2 separate regions of the Rattus norvegicus genome follow, and region 1 is linked to region 2. A link is a contact called in public Hi-C data. All regions are on one chromosome and are shown on one strand. The core of a region is the stretch at or near the end of the contact, and the rest is flanking DNA. Distances in the headings are between cores, read along the strand shown.

What was found. A called contact is a pair of places that touch in the nucleus more often than the background predicts.
Region 1: a contact with region 2 is called in a Hi-C map of Schwann cells, with 7 times the contacts expected there. The contact joins two enhancer-like sites. A contact is called at or near these places in 3 of 12 Hi-C or Micro-C datasets (the A7r5 cell line, the Rat2 cell line and Schwann cells) and 1 of 1 datasets of contacts at active chromatin or transcription factors (oligodendrocytes).

Annotation. Positions count from the first base shown.
Region 1 is chr9:72,916,113-72,921,634 of GRCr8, forward strand. No RefSeq gene overlaps it. Among named protein-coding and RNA genes, the nearest start is that of Klf7, 100 kb to the right of the region's middle. Within about 2 kb of position 3,514, at least 54 of the 93 cell types and tissues checked have an H3K27ac peak or open chromatin away from gene starts, as enhancers often do. A contact at or near this core is called in Schwann cells, where this site is marked.
Region 2 is chr9:72,686,409-72,692,049 of GRCr8, forward strand. No RefSeq gene overlaps it. Among named protein-coding and RNA genes, the nearest start is that of Fastkd2, 27 kb to the left of the region's middle. Within about 2 kb of position 2,358, at least 19 of the 93 cell types and tissues checked have an H3K27ac peak or open chromatin away from gene starts, as enhancers often do. A contact at or near this core is called in Schwann cells, where this site is marked.

The DNA of each region.
Region 1 (5,522 bases), core at 2,264-4,763, 230 kb after region 2:
CCTATCATTGTTGGGTTAAATTTACTTGGTATGGGCTGAACAGCACACCAAGGAGAAAGAAAATTATTAGAGTTGCAACGTATTTTTTTTTTTTTAATCTCAGGCTTCCTATTTAGGGTCCTGTAGCCAAACCTCCCTGGGCTAATGGAACCTCCCTGGGCTTCAGTGTCCTTCAAATACAAAGGAGAGGTGGCGCTAAGGATACAGGCTTAGATGGAGGCTGCTTTCCTAGTCCCCTGCCATGAGAACGATTATTTATAATCTAGATAATAAAGCAGTAAAATAAGATGTGCTATCAGAGTTGTAACCACACTACCGCCTGTGATCAGTGTGTGACAGTCACTGTCAAGTGTCTCCTAGAGGAAAAACAACTCGTTTGGTCCAGTGTTAGCAAGAATGAGGAGTGCCTGAGTCTAGAGCTACAGCACCAGCTAAAAAGGCAGGCGTCTGTTACTGGGCAGGGAGCGATGGCAAAGACTGGAGGCTTCCTGGAGCTGGTTGGCTAGCCACCTTAGTCCAATTTGTGAGCTCCAGACTGAGTGAGAGGCACTGTTTCAAAATAAGGTAGAGAAAGACAGAGGTAAGAACTGACCTTGACCTCTGGTCTTCACAGCTTAAACACATGCATGCATGTACACACACACACACACACACACACACACACACACACACACACACACACTAAAAACTGAAAGTTCCTCTTAGACCCATGTGGGGATGATTTGGAACCCTTGGTGTCTTTCCTTTCTCCATCTTCATCATTTCTCCTTGAAAGCTGCTCCTCCAGGCAGGAATGTTTTCTAACAACAGCGTGTTGGCCCTGCTTACATTTTATTTTGAAGGAAATCCAAACCAGTGAACAAGCAAGTAAGTGGAAAGGCATGCTGTTGGGGAGGGGCAGGCATGCAGGGATCATTCTGTTCAGATCATCTAAAAATACATCATCAAAGACACTGTCCTCCGAGGGTGGGGCTTGTGGAGAGCCGCTGGTTCAGGGTACCAAGCTCACCCCAACCTGGAAAGGAAGGAGAGACCGGAAGCCACCCAGCTTAATCACAGTCCCTCTACAGGACCCGTTTTCCTACCCTCTTCCTGCCAGTGCTCTCCAAGAATTGTAGGAAATAGAGGTCCAACGTGGAAAAAAACAACACTTAGCAAAGAAAATGATAAACATTCCTACCCAGGTCCCGTTTCTGAGAACACATTGAATTAGTTTTTGAGGAATTGAGTCATCGGAGAAATGACCAGAAGGAAGCCGGGGAAAGCCCACCTAGTAGCCCCACCAACTACTAGGTAGACTCTGAGGCGGTGGGGGCACCGTGTTTGGGAACCCTGAAGGGCAGTCAAAATGACTAACAAGAAAACCGCACACGTACTAGGAAACTCCCCCAGTGATTAAAAACTTTGTTTGTGATAATATGCATACTACCACAGGAAGCATACAAGGACACCCCGATGTTTCCCTTGTGTGGACTAGGGTGATTCCTGCAGACATCTTAAAGAGCTGAGAGGGGCCGGAATAGTACAGGTGGTGGATAATTCATAATTAGTGTGTGCTCAAGTCTCCTCAATGCTTGTAAAATTAATCTTAGAATATTTTTGGAAGTAATTCTAAACTGCAAGAGGAAATCCTGTTTAAAAGACCTGGTGCAGGAGGGGAAGTGGCCTGGTGTCTCCCTCCTCCTATGTCTTTTTTTTTTATTTGCAGTCGCTGCAGCACTGCTGAAGGAACAAAGCCCAGAGAGGCCTAGCAATGGGCCTCAGGCCACACAGCTCACCAGAGGCACAGCCGGAGAGCTAGGGAGATAAATCTAGAGCCTTCTTCACCTATCTTTGTCTTCTAGTAGGCTGTTTTACACATGACAAGAAAGGCGTGTAACGTAGACACAGATCTTTGTCCTAATTGGAATGGAATTAGGGGTTTTTCTCTCACTGTGTTCTCTGCTCTTGGCTCTCGTGGAGCTGCCTTGAAGAATCCCTATGTTTCCCTCTGTCACAGGTGGATGTCACAGGTACGAATGAGGAGGAACTCATCTTTCTGTTAAGGTGAGTAGGCGTGCCTTCCCTGAAGGTAGGAGTTCACCATGAACTGTCAGCACACAGAGTTCAGCTGTTTGCAGGGCTAGATGGAAGGTTCTAGTAGTTTATCTCACTCTGAAAGGGCAGACCTTGTGCTATGCCCTGTGGAAGAGTCCCTGGGTAAGATGCTTTGCTCCTTCCTCACCTATGGCTTACCTATGACTACCTGAGCTCTAGAAGGATGAACACATATTCCTTGCCAGGGTTGAGTCCCTGGCCCTGAACAAGCAAAATTGTTTTCTTTCAGGAAACCAGAATGGGGGACCAGGAGATTATCAGCTTCTGTGGGGAGTCAGGTGATAAGTCATGCCAGGAAAGAAACTCAAAGTGGGGGAACTGTGGTGGAAACTAACATTGCACCATATGCAAGAAATAAGGAACCAAGGGAATTGGGAGACACAAATGAAGTGGGGAGGCAGAAAGGAGGGGGAAGTGTGGAAGGGAAAAAGGAAGGGAGGAGGAATGGGGGGAGGGAAGAGGGAAAGAGAGAAAATCCTTACATTCCCACAGGGAGTATTTTTCCCACAGTAGCTTTTCCACACCCCCACCTCTGCATCTTTCTCTGAATCCTGGATACAACGGTAATATGTGGGGGTTTTGTTTTTGTTTTTTGTTTTTTGCCTTTCTTTGCATGTCTTAGAGAGGACATGTTGGCTTCTGATTCATGGAAAAGCAATAGAACGGAAGATACCTTGCTCTGAGCCAGGTGAACAGGTGCTGGGAAGGGGTGCCCCTTTGAAAACAGGGGAACCAAACACAAGGCTACAGAAGAGAGCGAGTGAAAACAGAGGAGACGGGGTGTGGGGAAGGCCACCCATCCCTGCCTGCTTGTGAGCCCCGGCAGCAGGGGAAGATGGCTGACTTCCAGACACCCATCGACTCCCTGCCCAGCCAGTTGCATTTTCCATCCCCCAGAGCCAATCAGCTGCTCATCACGGCTGCACGGGGAGAGCATCAAAGGGATTTAATAATGGTTGGCAAATGTCAAATTACATTGAATCTAAACCAAATTCCAGACATTTAGGACTGTGCAGTCATTAACAATCAATTAGCGCTCTCACTTTTCAGTCAAAGCATTTTTATGCTATTTCCTTTCCAGGATCAGGAAGCATGCTTTGCCTGCCCCCTCCCCCACCCCCGCCCCCAGCAGTAGCAGGACAAGGCATGGGGCGAGCTTAGTCAGTGGAGGAACAATTGAGTCTCTGTTCTCATTGTGGCTTTACTTTCTCTTATTTGTTCTCCCGATAGAATTTTTTCAGGAGGAAACGTTTCGAGTTTGTACATTCCGTCCTGCAAACGTGGCTTTGGGGAAGAGAAGTCGTCTTTCCTCTTTTATGGGCAAACACAAAGGAATGAAAAGCAGAGCTGTGGAGAGTCATCCACACAACGGTTTTCTCGAGTTGGACACTAAGGGGTCTGTGCACCGAGGAACCACACATTCCAACCACAAGGGAGGGCGTTCTGTGAACTCATGTCACCTCTAACGGCTCAGCGCTAGGTGCAGGGGGATCACATTCCAGCAGCAGGGCCAGTAAGCACTGACCACAGAACAGGACATTGCTCTATTGATTACTGTATATCTACTTCATCCTTCCCTTTCCAAATTAGATCAGATTTATGGCAGGCCCCTTCCTGTTCCCCAAGCCGCCCACAGCATCTCCATCCTGTAGGTCAGGTGAAGGGGATAAGCAAGAACCTGTATATGAACATTTTAAGAAAGAACTTTCATAATCCCAAAAACTCCCACTCTGTTTGTGTTTCTCTATTAGGGCTTCCAGAAATGTTATTTTTAGAGTAAATTTCTCAAAATATGGAGAAGCCCAGATTCTACAACTATGACACATAGTCCTTCCCCTACAGTAGTTGATAAAATATGGACATAGAACTAGATTTAACTCAAAATGCTTTGTTGACAGACATAAATCTACCGCGCTCTAACATAGGGTTCCTTCAGATGCTCAGTCCTAAGTGTCTTCGAACGGTGAAGAGAGACTTGGCTGAAGATAGTGTCCCTGGCTCCTCTGTAGCACAGGATGGCCCACACTGTGATCTTATACCCCGAAGAAGGTGAGTCCTTTGGACTCAGTGCTTCATATTCCACTTAAGGCTTTGTCATAGCACGTCTCTGTGCAGGGTATCAGCTGCCAAGTGAAACAAGATGACTGACTCAAGGCCAACAAAACGAAGAGTCATAACTTCAAGGAATGTGCCCGGAGAGAATCACGCTCAGAAAAGGGGCAGAGAGGGGATGGCCACAGGGTCAGAAAAGGGTGCCTGCTGTCAAGACTGAAGGCCTGAGTTGGATCTCCAGAATCTATACACCAAGTGAAACTGATTCCCCAAAGTCAGTCTCTGTCTCTGTCTCTGTCTCTGTCTCTGTCTCTCTCTCTCTCTCTCAAAAACAAATGAACGAAAATGTATAAAGGAAAAGGCCCATGGAGGTTCCATTTCAGCACATCTTCAGAGGGAGCTGTCTGTGACTTTTTTTCCTTCCACTCTGAAGTCACCTAAAGTAAGGGGTAAAGGAGTGTCTTCACTGTGACCAGCTCTAGAAGACACAACTCTAACAAGAGATGCACCAAGCTAGCAAGTCACAACTGCAGCTGTTTGTAAATCAATATTTTTACAGAGCAAAACCAGGAAAGTGTTTATTTGCTTTATAAAAATATTACTTTGCTTTGCTATCTGATTCTTTCTGGATAGTGTCTCTGATATGAGGGTGCCCTGGAATGACTTGCCAGAGTCTGTTAAAAATATCCTTGTCTAGCCCACAGCACTAATTCCTGGCCATTATGGTCAAAATAAAGTCTGGAATGAAACAGAAAATGGTACTTATAAAACAAATGCTGGCTGAGTCTGATACCCGTAGTCATTGACTTCCACTCCAAGAAACATTGCACGCAGTAGTCTTCTGCATACATTTAAACTGAGGTTAATACTATTTTCCATCAGTGAAGTGAGCCAATTCAAGCCAAATTAAAATATATAAAGGCAGGTTTATTGGTAAGCTGCTCTTGCATGGGTTCACAGCTCCCAAGGAAGGAGTCCAGGAGTCAGGAGACAGAAGGGAAGGAGAAGACAAAGAGAGAAAGAGCATGATGCATGAAGAGAGAGAAAGAAAGCAGAGAGGGAGAGAGAGTAGAGGGGAGAGACCAAAATGCCTGAGTTATAAAGGGAAGAGCTTCTGGAAGAGGGGAAGCCCAGTCCCTGCGCCATAAAGTTCAAGGTAGGGATGGAATATGTCAGCTATGCCCTGTAACAGGTAGGGCCTGAGGGATATTCAGAGAACCTGGAGGCCAGGTCTGCTTTGGTACGTAAAATATACACCTGAGTCATTTGTCTGAATCCCAACAGTTAATTTCTGTTTAGGAATTAATTATTTCATGTAAGTCAAAGCCTACCCTACAGTGGTAGGACAGACTGCAAACTAAGGGAAGTGGTTT
Region 2 (5,641 bases), core at 1,108-3,607:
AATATTCTACATCTGTAGTCATCAGGAAAATGCAAATCAAAACAGCCCTGAGATTCCACCTCACACCCTCATTGAATTTATCTGTACTTCTTTTCAGCACTGCCTACTTGTCCTAGGGCCTTATGCTTCATGCCAGATGAGTGATCTGCCACTGAGCCACACTCCCAACCCCTGTCAATAGAAATACTCAAAAGAAGACTCCCAGGACACTTCCCTTTTCTTTTTGTTATGTTGGAATTTCCTTTCTAAAGCGCAGTAGTAGGTATTCTGTATGTATATAGTGTGGGCTATCCCTTAGGTATTCTGTATGTATATGGTGTGGGCTATCCCTTTGTCTGGTGGATGCTTAGATTGTGTTACATCCATGTGTAAGCCCCACCCCCAGAGATTTGATCTCTTGAAGGTCAAACTGTTTTCAGTATTTAATTTCTCATCTCTAGAGTGTTCTCCTAATCCAAAGATTATTTATCCTTTATCATCTCCTTTCCTAAGGAACTTTATTGTTTAGTTTTAAGTGAAGTGTACGATGCCAAAGCATAGTTTACATAACCAAACCTGCTCACCATGAATTTCCCATTCAGAAATGGCAGAGACCCATGTTGGGCCAAGGTCAATGGTGAGCTGAGTGAATGATTAGGTTAAAGAACAGCAGTGGCCATCTCTTAGGTGCCAGGTTCTGTACTAGCATTTTACAGTGTGATCGTATTTATTTTACTGCACTTGTTTGACGGTTACTGATAATTTTTTGTATTCATTCCACAGATTAGGAATATTGATAAGGTCTTTAAGTAGTTTTCCTAAGAGATAATATTTAGGGGAAAAGAAGAGCCAAGTTCTAAACTCCTCCCCCAACCTCAAGCTCACAGCACTACACCAGTACTTCCCAAGTATTCCTACTGATTACAGTCAATCACAGACCTTACACGCACAGCAACACGGAATTACATCATATTTTCAATTAACCTGCAACTTGCTTCTCAAGTAATGAAGTGTTGCTTTGCAGCTCGAAGATAGTTCCTACAGCAGTACCCTCAACCTAGATGTATGATTTGAGTCTTTGCTATTGGAATGGCCCAATGGGCTTTGGAGTGATCTTTCTGAACGATAATAACTCACCTAACTGAGCATCCTGCTGCTATGGGGACTCAACCCATAGTAGGATATCGACAAATCATTTTATAGTGAAGACTAAGTCTACCATGGCTTGAAGTCTGGGAAAGTCTCTTAACTTCATAACCTTCAATTTCCTCATCTGTAAAATGGGGATGCTAAGAGCCAATCTGAAGGACCAGTGTGCATATTATAAATACATTTATATGTCGTGCCCTACAGTTGATGCTTCTTATAATAGGAAGGCAAATTCCCTGTGGCTGAGTTGTGGATATGAACTGCAGCTCTCAGCAGTGGTCTTGAGCAGGAAGCTAATTGAGCATGGTTTCCAGCTGTAGTTGGGCTAAAGTCTGAAAAGCACGTGTGGCAGAGAAGCTTCTCTGGCTTTCTCAGAGGCTGTGAGTGGGGAGGACCGAAGTACTTTACAAGGAACTGGAGATAGAAAAAACAAGAAATGAATGGCAGTGTCCCCTAGGTGGTGCTGAATCATCATGAAAAGAAAATTGGGGCACCTAGTATTTTCAGGGGTGACTTCCTTCTGGTTAGAATTTCAAATAAGAGCAGGACAGCTCCCTGGAATGTCTGGGAAAAAATGACCAGGCAGAAAGAGTCTTTTCAGGAGGACTGTCTATACAATACCTTGGGTCTGCCAGGCCTCTTAGGGCTTTGGGTTTGCTTGTGTTGGAAAGAGGAAGCAGGGTCAGACCAGCTTTTGTTCGCTCACTGAGAGTGGCTGTAGCTGTAGTTGTAGCTGATTTCATAGATGAAAACCCATTTATAAGCACACCAAGGGGAGGGATCAGCTTGGGCTGTTAGCACCACTCCCCTCAGTGAACAGGACTGAGAGGAAGTGAGACCTCTCTCTGCCCCCAGAACACATATCAATGCTGCTAGTGAATATAGCAAGAAATGCCTATTATTATTTAGTGCACAACACCAAATGGTGTATGTTTCTTAGCTCTGCCCCCCTCTTTTTGAACTCAATTGCTGGGCCACTTATTTTTCCTTCTACACAGAAGTAACAGCATCAGATGAAGGCTGTCTAGCAACTTACATCTTGTGACTGTCAGGTCCTGGGAGAGGCCACTGAAGTGCTCTGGAATTGAGTCAGGAGCAGAAATGCTGTTCTTGAGGTCTTGGGTCTGGGTCTCACATGGGAGCCATGCACAAAGTTCCTGAGGCTCCACTTCTTGAGTTCATTTCCATGTTGGCAAAAATGTGAATTTGGTTTCCAAGGGAGACTGCTCACATGTATTAAAATGTCTCCACTGCTGAAGTTGCTTTGTGTCGTCCACTAAAGCCTTCTGCCATCAATCCCCATCTTCCAACAAGTTTTCCAACGTTGTGTCTTTGGGAGGTAACCATAGCAACTAAGCTTATTCAAAAATGACAGAACCTAGGCATTGAAGGGGGGAGGTAACCCTGTGGTATTTTACACTGGGAATTTACAGGGTACTAATGAATCTAATCATTGTATATGCTGGGTACTGCTGTCTCTGTAGTAGGCGCTGTACTACATTAAGAGATGTGATTCTCACAACAACCCTATGATGTAGTCATTGTTATCAGCTTCAGTGGGTGGGGGGAACTCTGGGACAGATTTTGGTGGTTGCACAGCTATTTTGATTCTCCTATTTGGACTATTGCCCACAGGAAACTGGGGCATAATCTTCCAGTGTCTGATCTGCATGTGGTAAAATGGAGCCTGTGAAAAATGTTGAAGGCAATCTCCTGCCCCATATCACTGATACCTCCTTGCAGTATATAGTATAGAGCTTGCAAGTAATCTCATCCGTTTCTCACAGCAAGCCTTGTGACTATTGTGTCTGTCTATAACTGAGAAAACTAAGAGACTGAATGACATTAGATGACATTTCCCAAGGTCACCATGTAGAATTTAGAAGACTTAGAAAATAAGTCCATCTCTATCTATTTACCTATCCATCATCTATCCCTTTATCCAATAAACTCTGCATTCATTTCATAAGAATGCATGAATTCAAAAAGTATTCTGTGCCATTGACAAGATTTGAAAGATCATATTTACTTCATTAAAAGAGTCATGGCATCTAAAGAGATAATATTCGGCTTGAGTATTAGAAAAATGCCAAGATGGATATAAGCTTTTATATGTGAAAATCTATATTCTAATAAGCTTAAACATTGGTATTTATGTATGAGTATGGAGCTGTCTCTCTAAATTGTCTAAGATTATGAGAGAGAAGAATGTAAATCGTAAGTTTTTTTTTTTTCACCAAGGAGAAAGTTGGAATGCTCGCAAGAGAAAATCATCTGTATCTTGCAGAGATACCTGTTAAGCTTGAAACCCAGTGAGAGAGGAAGGGTCGGGTGTGACCTGCTCATTGAGAAATACCTGGTACCTTAGACTTGTGACGTCAGTGAACTAAAATCATAACTCATGTTGACACTCAGAAGACTGCATTTAGAATTGCATTTCACAACTTGATGTGGATCAGTGTTGGTGGGCTTGGAGAAGGTGGATGGGGGTGAAACCTGGCTGTTACCTGGAGAGGCCTAGACGGTTGTAGTTACTTTTGATGGTAGAACAAAAGCAGACACTATGAGAGGCTTCAGGGTCTCCAGGGAGCAGATGACAGGGAGATACTTCTCGTGGAGTAAGTGACTAATGAGGAAACTAGCAAGTCAGAGTGATGCTGAAAGGCACCTGCCCTATAGGACTTCCTGCCAGCGTTTGCAAAGGAAGCCATATGGAGTCTTCTAAGCCCAAAATGCATTTAGGGGTTCAGTTAGGAGCATGGTTAGTATGAGGGCTGCAGTGATAGAACAAACTGAGGAAGGAGAATATCTCTTTAAGAACCCCCCCCCCCATACAAGGTTGTGCCAGAGCCAGCATCTGATTATCTTACTTAAAAGGACAATCCTCAAAGAATACAAGACCACCAGTTCATAGACCTTGCCCTTGTCCTTTTTTATCCTTGTCCAGGACCCAGAGGCAGCACAGAGAATAGTTTAGGAAGAAAAGAGAAAAGGAAAGATGGACAAGCTAGTAGAGGAGACTGACACTCCCCTCCCCTCAAATCACAAGAGCGAAGGACCTAAAATTGGGTGAGAGATGACTATTGAAGATAGATCAACAGATGCGCTTTTAGGATACCTGAAATTAGGTTCTTCTAACCACTGGATGCGAATAGAGTTCTTTCTCGTATGCCAGAGGCATTCTTGTTTGGGTGAGGAAAGAAAGAGCTGACAGAGCCAGTGAGAGAGGACAAAAGAAATCTTCACTGTTTCCAGCCTCAGGACTGAGCCAGCCCATTGAGTGAACTGGTTTTCTAGCGTGAGCTTGCCGGTGTATGGCACACTTCCACATGAGCCCCCAGATTTCCCCTCCGTGCTAGTTACCCCAGCAGCAAGGCTCATATCCCATATGCTCTTCCTTTTAATGCCGAGTAGTCAAAGCCTGCCCTGACTCTTTCTGCTCCGTTTCACATTTTTGCTTCAGGGTTATATCACCAAGGAGAAAGACTTTTTCCATAAATTGCAGGCAAGAGCTATAAACTCCCTCTGGGTTACTTTGTTGGGCCTTCAGGATGAGATTGGAATCTGAAGGGAGCAGATAGTACAATTAGAAAGAAATTGTATCAGGCAATAAAACATCCTCTAATACTGTTCGTAATAGCATATAACATTACACGGTGTGGGGCCCAAACAAGATGTACTCAATCTGCAATTCTTCATGCTCACCAGGGGAAGACTTTTCCCTTTGTTTATTGTTTTAATCATGACTAACAAGCAGTGCGATGATAGGGTTATGGTGATAACAGCATGAAGGATGAAGTCTTGAAGTGCAAGTAGCAGGGATGGTATTGACCCTCAGTTCTGAAAGATGCTGGCAGAGCATGGGAGGCATGTGGTCTACTCGTCAGTGTGTGTGTGTGTGTGTGTGTGTGTGTGTGTGTGTGTGTGTGTGTGTGTGTGTGTGTTGTTGGGGAAATGGGTGAAGTAGGTGACAGTTTATCCTGAATAGGGGCAAAGTTGGTTGGCCCAGGCATTTTCCTCCCACAGGCTACCTGGGGTTCGTGTAGCTCAGAGGCTCTTTCTTTCATTGTGTCCTTCCTGTTGACTGAGAATTAATTCTTCAAGAGCTACAGTAATCCTTCCTGCTTGTGATCATAACATGTAATTGTTTTGAAGATGGAATATTACTCTCACAAACACTTCCAGAGAAGTCTACCTTCCCCAGGTCTGACATGGAGTTATCAACACCCCCATTTCCCACCTTCTTGTCCTGGGAGCAGGCTCTGGTTCCATGGCAGATGACTTCTCCAAGGTTCCCGAGCCTGATCCAATAAGTAGAAAGCATCTCCACTTCTCTTCAAGAAACCAAGTCTGTAAGAATCCTCGGTGGTGGCAAATGTCCTTTCACAATGTGGCCTCATTTTAAACAAGTGATTAGATGCACTGGAGGGCTAATATTAGTGAATGAAGTCTCTCTCTCTCTCTCTCTCTCTCTCTCTCTCTCTCTCTGTGTGTGTGTGTGTGTGTGTGTGTG